Linked DNA regions of Mus musculus: region 1 is linked to region 2. The links are chromatin contacts, called in public Hi-C maps. All regions are on one chromosome and are shown on one strand. The core of a region is the stretch at or near the end of the contact, and the rest is flanking DNA. Distances in the headings are between cores, read along the strand shown. Region 1 has its middle 56 kb from the start of Gm40638. Region 2 has its middle 64 kb from the start of Gm35154.

Region 1 (3,268 bases), core at 554-3,053, 350 kb before region 2:
GCAACTCTCTTCCTCTAAGCAGAGATTTTATCTGGCCACACACCTCTACTTCTAACTAGTTAAATATGAAGAGAGAGACAATGAATACTTCCAAGAAGAGGGTTGAAAGTGACCATGGCCTCTGTCTTGTTTGTCCTTCTTTCAACCCAGACTTCTCTGCAGGGAGCCAATTTTGAAGTTGGCCAGTAGAAAAGCCTGTTCTGTGGAAAACATCTACTGTAAAACAGCAAGTACCTAAGATCCTCAGTATAGCAACCTCAGAGGAGCTGAAACCTTGTGTGTGTGAGTGTATACACACACACACACACACACACACACACACACACACACACACACGCATTGACATGAGTATGTCTCCTTTCAACCTGAATCATATTTGCAGCAACTTAGTTTTATTTTACTTTTAAGGGCCCTACTGAAATATTTTTGAGATAACTAAAATGAAGAGAATTCTAATATAATCTAAGTTTCTTATACTAGTTTCAACTTATACAGCAAAGGCAATCTTTCATTTCTTTATGGTTGCTTAGCTCCCCCATGGATAGTTTAGATGTACTGTATATCAGCAAGAGCTTTGGTTTTTGGCGTTGACAGAGAGGAGGACAAAGCACTATTTTCAAAAACGTGATTCAGTCAAAATTTGCAGTGCTTTGTTCACTTCCTAAAGACACCCTCACTTAGGAAATGTGTATCAAGAAACACAGTTATGTTAAGACTTTGAAAGTGTAGACACAAAGAAAGAATATTTAGTGAAACTGGAATTTTCTCTGCGAGGAAACCCAACAGAATGGATGAGAAGACCTGAAGGGTTCTTGAAAACAGAGCAAGAGAATCTTCCAAAGTAGAGGAAAGACTTTCAGAACATTCCCACTTGGGCCTTTACCCACTGTGATGAACGAGCTATCTGCTTAAGAGAAATGCTGTGGCCATCAAGTCCATTGGATGCTCCTGACAATTAGATGTCTGTCTCCATTTGAACTACTCTACTATTTTTTTTTTCCAAACAAAAAACTCTGACATCTTATTCTGCTCATTGGTGCAGGATTAAATTAAGGGGAAGATTTCCTTCTGGTCATCTTCCCTTACTTGACAGCTGCTCCCCTGACTTGGGACCACTGATGAGCAATTGATGATTTTTAATAAGAATCCACCAAATCAAGTGTTTTTTTTTTTAAGTTTCCTAAATGACTATCCTTATTTTCAAAGTAATCAGTGTTACCTGGACTTTATACTTTTCTGAGGCCTCCATGTGCGCTGAGATTATCAAAAGGAGGAGAAAGATGGACACAGAAGCTCAAGAAGAATCATTTCCCATTTCCAAGAGTGGTTAGGAGAGGAGGAAGTAGATCCTATGGGCCAATGTAGCCCATAATAGAAAGGGTTAGGTTTGGGTTATGGTTATGACACTGCCTAGAATAGAAAGCTATTTGTGGGCGGGTTGTTTGTGATATATCATCTTCCCTACCCACCTGAGAATGAATGATGCACATCAGCTACCAAATTCCATTACACACGCAAAACTCAGCTTTTCTCTGCCCTTTCTTCTCTTTCTTGCTACCAATACCCCAAAGCCAGGACTCAAGGCTTCTAGACACCACCAGATGAGTCAAGGTACTGCGGCCCAGACAAAGTAAGCATTGGCTCTGTCACCACACAGACACGAAGGCATCCGAGAAACCACAGCCCTCTGGCTCCCCTGCCCCTGCCTTCTTAATCAAACTGATGCAGAGGGTGTGTACAGAACTCATTCAGGGCGCACAAAAAGCACGCTGTTAAAATGCCTCGCAGCAGTTGGCCTGCAGAAAGGCCCATTGAGCTGTGATTCACTGAGGAAAAGGAAGGGTCCGAGGGCAGCCAATCAAAGCCTGACCCGAGAAGCTTGGCTCTTACAGGAAGCAGCCTAATTATGTTACTGTAATCCCCGGGTTTGCATTTTTCAGCCACCTCACAGACTTCAATGATTATGTAATTACGGAAAACTTCACAACAAACACGGAGATTCCTTCTGGAGGCCACATTGGAGACTGAAATGTGCATTAGAGTGTGGGAGGAACGCACACAGCTCACAAAGGGGAGAGCAAAGAGATTTATTGAACTTAAAAGGCCACATTTTAAAAGGGCCTCTACCAGACCTCCCTTTTCGTGTGCACATTTTTTGCACCTGCAACTGTTTGTGGGCTCGAGAGCAATAGCCCTCCCCCCTTTTCCCAAGAGACCACACTTTAATGCCTTGGCCCCAAATGTGTCATTTTCCTGCCAGGGGGGGAGAAATCAAAAGAAACCAAGTTTTTAGAACTTTGCTGTAAAGAAAATAATAGTTCTGAGAAGGATTGGAGCCACATTTTCAGGTTAGACACAGTTGTTAGAGAGATGTCAGAAGAGAAAACCTCCCTCTTCACTTTCCTTCCCGACTCTAAGTTCTGTGTTTCCATGGGTTCTGGGTGACATCTGTAGCATCCATTTTAGTGTGGGCTGCAGCAGGCTTTTGACTCTGAAGCATGTAACTGAACTCAGACCACAATGTTCAAAGTCAAGACAGCAAATGGACCTTTCTGATTCTTCCCAGAGAAGATGCCATATAAATTATTTCCATTAAAACAAACCTTTGATACCATAAGTGAATTGTGGAATTTTGGTAATGATGCTCATGAATGAAGTGCTGACAACTGGTCTTGCTTTAGATGGTGTTTGTGGGTAGGGCCCGGGTGAGAGCAGGGATCAAAACTCAGTTTTGGCCATCGATCCACTTCCTCCCTCCCCCACCACCCACCTCATATATTGAGATGAAAGTTAGGGCACAAAGTCTCGTTTAAATCATTATGAACTGTTGCATTCAAAGAGGCATCTGTGAACTTTTATAAGATTGGCCACGATTTGCCCAATTATTTCTCCATTCTCTATACACAGAATAGAAAGTTCCAGATCAAGGGTCACAATTGAAACAAAAATCCTCATGTACATATGAGCTAGAATGCATTACTAAATAAAAAATACAACAGAGCCCTTCCATGCATATAATAGCAAAAGCATGAACTTGATCAAATAGATGAGAGGAACAGATGTAGTAGGTCAAGTATACTTAGCTTGCGTTGGTATAACATGGAAGATACTGAAGATCTTCCCCATGGAATGAATCTTCAACCTTAAAGACATAGGATTCTCATACATCTTGTAAAATGCTAGTGAGTCACACAGTCAGATAGCTGGAGGCTCTTAGAAATAAGATCTATTCATCTCACTGGAGAGAAATAAATTATTGTCTCAGAGA
Region 2 (3,691 bases), core at 880-3,379:
GGCAACGGGAAACAAAAAGCATTAAAAAGAAAAACAAACAAAAAGTGTCCTGCTGTCAGATTGTTTACTCTCGGGGGCGGGGGGTGGGGGTGGGGGGGGTAGAAGCAGTAAATGAGGGAAAGGGATTCAGTATGTAAGAAGTTAAGTACCATGAAGAAAAACAGAGAAGAGAAAGTGGGAGGGGGGAGCCGACGTACACTTCACCCAAATGATGGCATATCAGTAAAGAACCGAAGCTTCCCTCCCGTCCAAGGAGCAATGCTCCAGGCAGAGGAGCAGCAGCGTTCAGACCCTGGGGCGGGAGATGCAGGAAAGTCAGTGTAGGTAGAAGAGAATGAGGTCAGGCAGAGCCTCAGACAATCTCAGGCAAAGGCCCTGAGTTTTAGGGCCTTCTTTTAGACATCTAAGAGGGGCCAGGTAAGCTGGAAGGGACCACAGTGGAGGTGTCAGTTGTCAGCTCTGAAACACTTCAGACTTTGACTCTGAGGCAGGGATTAGGAGCTCCTTAGCTCCCGGATGCGTAACAGTATCTCTAGGCTGCACTGCAAAGCCACCAGGAAGGTGAGTTAAGAAGCTGCCATAATCATCTGTGTGAGACAGGACACAGAGCAAGCCCCAAGCAGTAGCAGCAGGAAGCGTTCAGAAATGCTCAGGACGGATATAGTAAAGATGGAGGGACACAGGCTGGCAGTTGGGGCCATTTGCAGTGTGACTTAAGGTACCAGGAAGTCCTCCTGTCAAGATTTGGAATTTACACAATTCTTGAAAATCCGAAGGGAAAATGCTGTCCAGGGAATGATAAAGCTTTACACCTGACAGGTTTTTAGCTATTGAAGTGGAAATGGCCAATCAAGCAGGCTGTTGGGTGGCGGTTTGGGGAAGGGTTTGGAGTTTTTGTTTGCTTTGATCACTTGTTTGGGGTCTTGTTTTCTTTCTTTTGTTACGTACGTTTATTTGTTTGTTTGTTTGTTTGTTTGTTTAACACAAAGTCTTAAATGTATCTCAGGTCTGCTGTGAATTTCTCAGCCTCCAGTCTCAGCTTCCTGAGTTTTGGGATTACAAACCGGAGCCCTTGAGTCCAGCCCAAGTGGGCAGCTAACGGGAACTGGAGGTGTGGCTTAAGGAAGTTTGAACAGAAACTAACTATTCACACCTAGGAAACCCCTGTCTCTGGCAGGCAGGTGAGGTGAAGGCACAAAGTGAGAATAGGCCTGGGAGAGCCAGGCCTGGTCACCCCATCTGCTGTCCAAGGACTAAACACACACACACACACACACACACACACACACACACACACACACACACACACACACACACAGAGAGAGAGAGAGAGAGAGAGAGAGAGAGAGCTTTCCTGTCTCACACTCAGAGCCCTGGATAAGAAGTGGGGCATGGCTGAAAGCCTATACAAACTCTGTTACCTCGTCAAGGAAAGAGTAAAACAAGAAGAAAGCGGCGGCTTCATCTGGCTTCCGGTGCTTGCTCGCTTTTCCCTTTCACTAAAAAGTGGACAACAGTTAATCAAGGGATCAAGTAAATTTGGTAGCTATGGCAGGGACACAGACCTCCTGGGAAAGGAAAGACGAAATTAGAATGAAATTATTCCCCTGGGTTGTCCTGGGCTCCTCAAACCACGAACAAAATGTAATTAGGGCAAAAATGTTTTTGGAAGGAAGTTAGCAAACAGAGAAGGCCTTCTTAGATGTAATGATGACAGTTCTGAAGTTCTGTAATTCCATTAACCAAAAACTGTCTATGTGAAAAGTTATGAGGTTTAATGGCCCCAGAGAAGCAGTGCACACAGTGCTGGGGAGGGAGGGGCCGAGAGTAACATGTCTACTGCTCCAGAGACTTGCTCTCTAGCATCTAACTATACCATATATATATATATTATGAAATTTTTGTGTAACGTGACATATCTGTCTTGTTTTATTGCACCAGATGGAGAAAACACAACAATATTTGGGGGGGGGGGGACATTTCCTGTCTTTTTGTACTTAACATAAAAAGGTACTTTATGACTATTTTTTTCCAGCATATTTTCTCCTCCTCTGGGGATCTTGTTTAAAACCTTAAAGCCTCCATTTGCCAGAAGTCTTTGAATCATCCCAGTACTGTCTTCCTATCTCTCTGAAAGCAAGGCCGGCTGCGTTTGCTCCATCAGTGAGACTCGTGCTTCACAAGCTGCAGAGGACAGCGGCAACAGCAAACGGCTTCTTTCCTCCTTCTTTTAATCTAGGAGAAACGCAAGCTTAAAACACTTAGTATTTATGGGCCATTGATTTTATTTTTTACTACCCCAGTTAACCATGTCTTTTCTTTGCCGCTTGTCCAGAGGGACTCTCCTCACCCAAGGCTAGATCAGAGAAGCTAAAGGAGAGACTTCCTCATCTCTGTCTCATCTCTCACCTCCCTCCAAAGCAGTTCACAATAAAGAGAACTCACTCCCACATCCTGATCGCTGCTCTTCTTTGATCTTCCCCATCATTTTCTTATTAAAAACAACTGCTCTCTTGCCACCGCCCGCTGCCGCCAGTTGCAAGTTGTCTGAGTGACTATTTTCATCCTTAAATTTTTAATTTTGAAAATCAAGTCATATATTAGAGCTATTATGGTGGTAAATACAATATCCTTACTTGAAAACGAGGGTTAATCTATGGAGAACAACCTATTAATTTCCCACCAGCTAGAAAGGACTAAAATGCTACTTTCTGATTTTAGTTAGGTCTTTGGTTTCCAAGTCTGTCTCTTCCTGTCTCAGTCACACCACCCCACATGCTTTCCTGGGCTAGTTCTTCCATTGAATGGTAATTACAAATTAGCAAGCATTAAACTTCATTCCTATCAGCATCGTTTTTAAAACTGCATTCTGTAACAAGTCCTGAAATTCCAGCCAATGATGCAATACACCACCAAATTCCAATGAAGCAAAAATAATTTGAACAAACCCTCAGACTTCATAGTTTGGGAATTTTATTCCTAAAACAGACATATTTCATTAAGTCAAATAAACCAGTCATGTAACTTAACAAAAAATATTAACACACACACCAAAAAAAAAAAATGTTTACAAGCCCCTACTTTAAATTGTGTACCCAAAGACGGCAGTCAGAGTTGGTGGGAAGGGAGGCACTAAGATTGCCCCAGGTTGAAAAACTGAACAGAGCAGACTTATTACAAAATTCTTTTATTTTCTTTTTAAGCCTCTTCTACAAGTTTGTGGAGAATGTATTCACTCACAATTCGTTAGGTCCTTCCCTTTTTCTGAACTTGAGCGGCCTACAGCCAGTGACATAGTCCCCTTAGAATCATCTTCAAGTAAATGTCCTCCTTCCTGTGGCCCTGTCAGGCTGGATCAGGGGCTGCTGCTGCACTGGGGACTGTGTGCAGCACAATTCTGGCTTTTCCCTGCTGGCATCTGCATTCAGGAAGGGAAAGACCCACTCTGCTTTGTTCAGCAATTTTTATTTATTTATTTATTTATTTTGAGACAGTTTCTCTGTGTAGCCCTGGCTGTCCTGGAACTCCCTCTGTAGACCGCGCTGGCCTCGAACTCAGAAATCCGCCTGCCTCTGCCTCCCAAGTCCTGGGATTAAAGGCGTGCACCACCACTTCCCGGCCAGCGTTGTGTTCTAAGTACCTGGCAAACACTGGATTCCTATTAAATACTTAATAAATTAACAAATTGACA

Evidence for each region. A called contact is a pair of places that touch in the nucleus more often than the background predicts.
Region 1: a Hi-C map of uterus shows a contact between it and region 2, with 5 times the contacts expected there. The contact joins two enhancer-like sites. A contact is called at or near these places in 10 of 39 promoter capture datasets (the 3T3-L1 cell line, 3T3-L1-derived adipocytes, the C10 cell line and 5 more), 4 of 484 Hi-C or Micro-C datasets (embryonic fibroblasts, reprogramming fibroblasts and uterus) and 4 of 115 datasets of contacts at active chromatin or transcription factors (astrocytes, bone marrow-derived macrophages, embryonic forebrain and 1 more).

What each region holds. Positions count from the first base shown.
Region 1 is chr10:44,886,021-44,889,288 of GRCm38.p6, reverse strand. No RefSeq gene overlaps it. Among named protein-coding and RNA genes, the nearest start is that of Gm40638, 56 kb to the left of the region's middle. Within about 2 kb of position 1,803, at least 56 of the 459 cell types and tissues checked have an H3K27ac peak or open chromatin away from gene starts, as enhancers often do. A contact at or near this core is called in uterus, where this site is marked.
Region 2 is chr10:44,533,194-44,536,884 of GRCm38.p6, reverse strand. No RefSeq gene overlaps it. Among named protein-coding and RNA genes, the nearest start is that of Gm35154, 64 kb to the left of the region's middle. Within about 2 kb of position 2,129, at least 7 of the 459 cell types and tissues checked have an H3K27ac peak or open chromatin away from gene starts, as enhancers often do. A contact at or near this core is called in uterus, where this site is marked.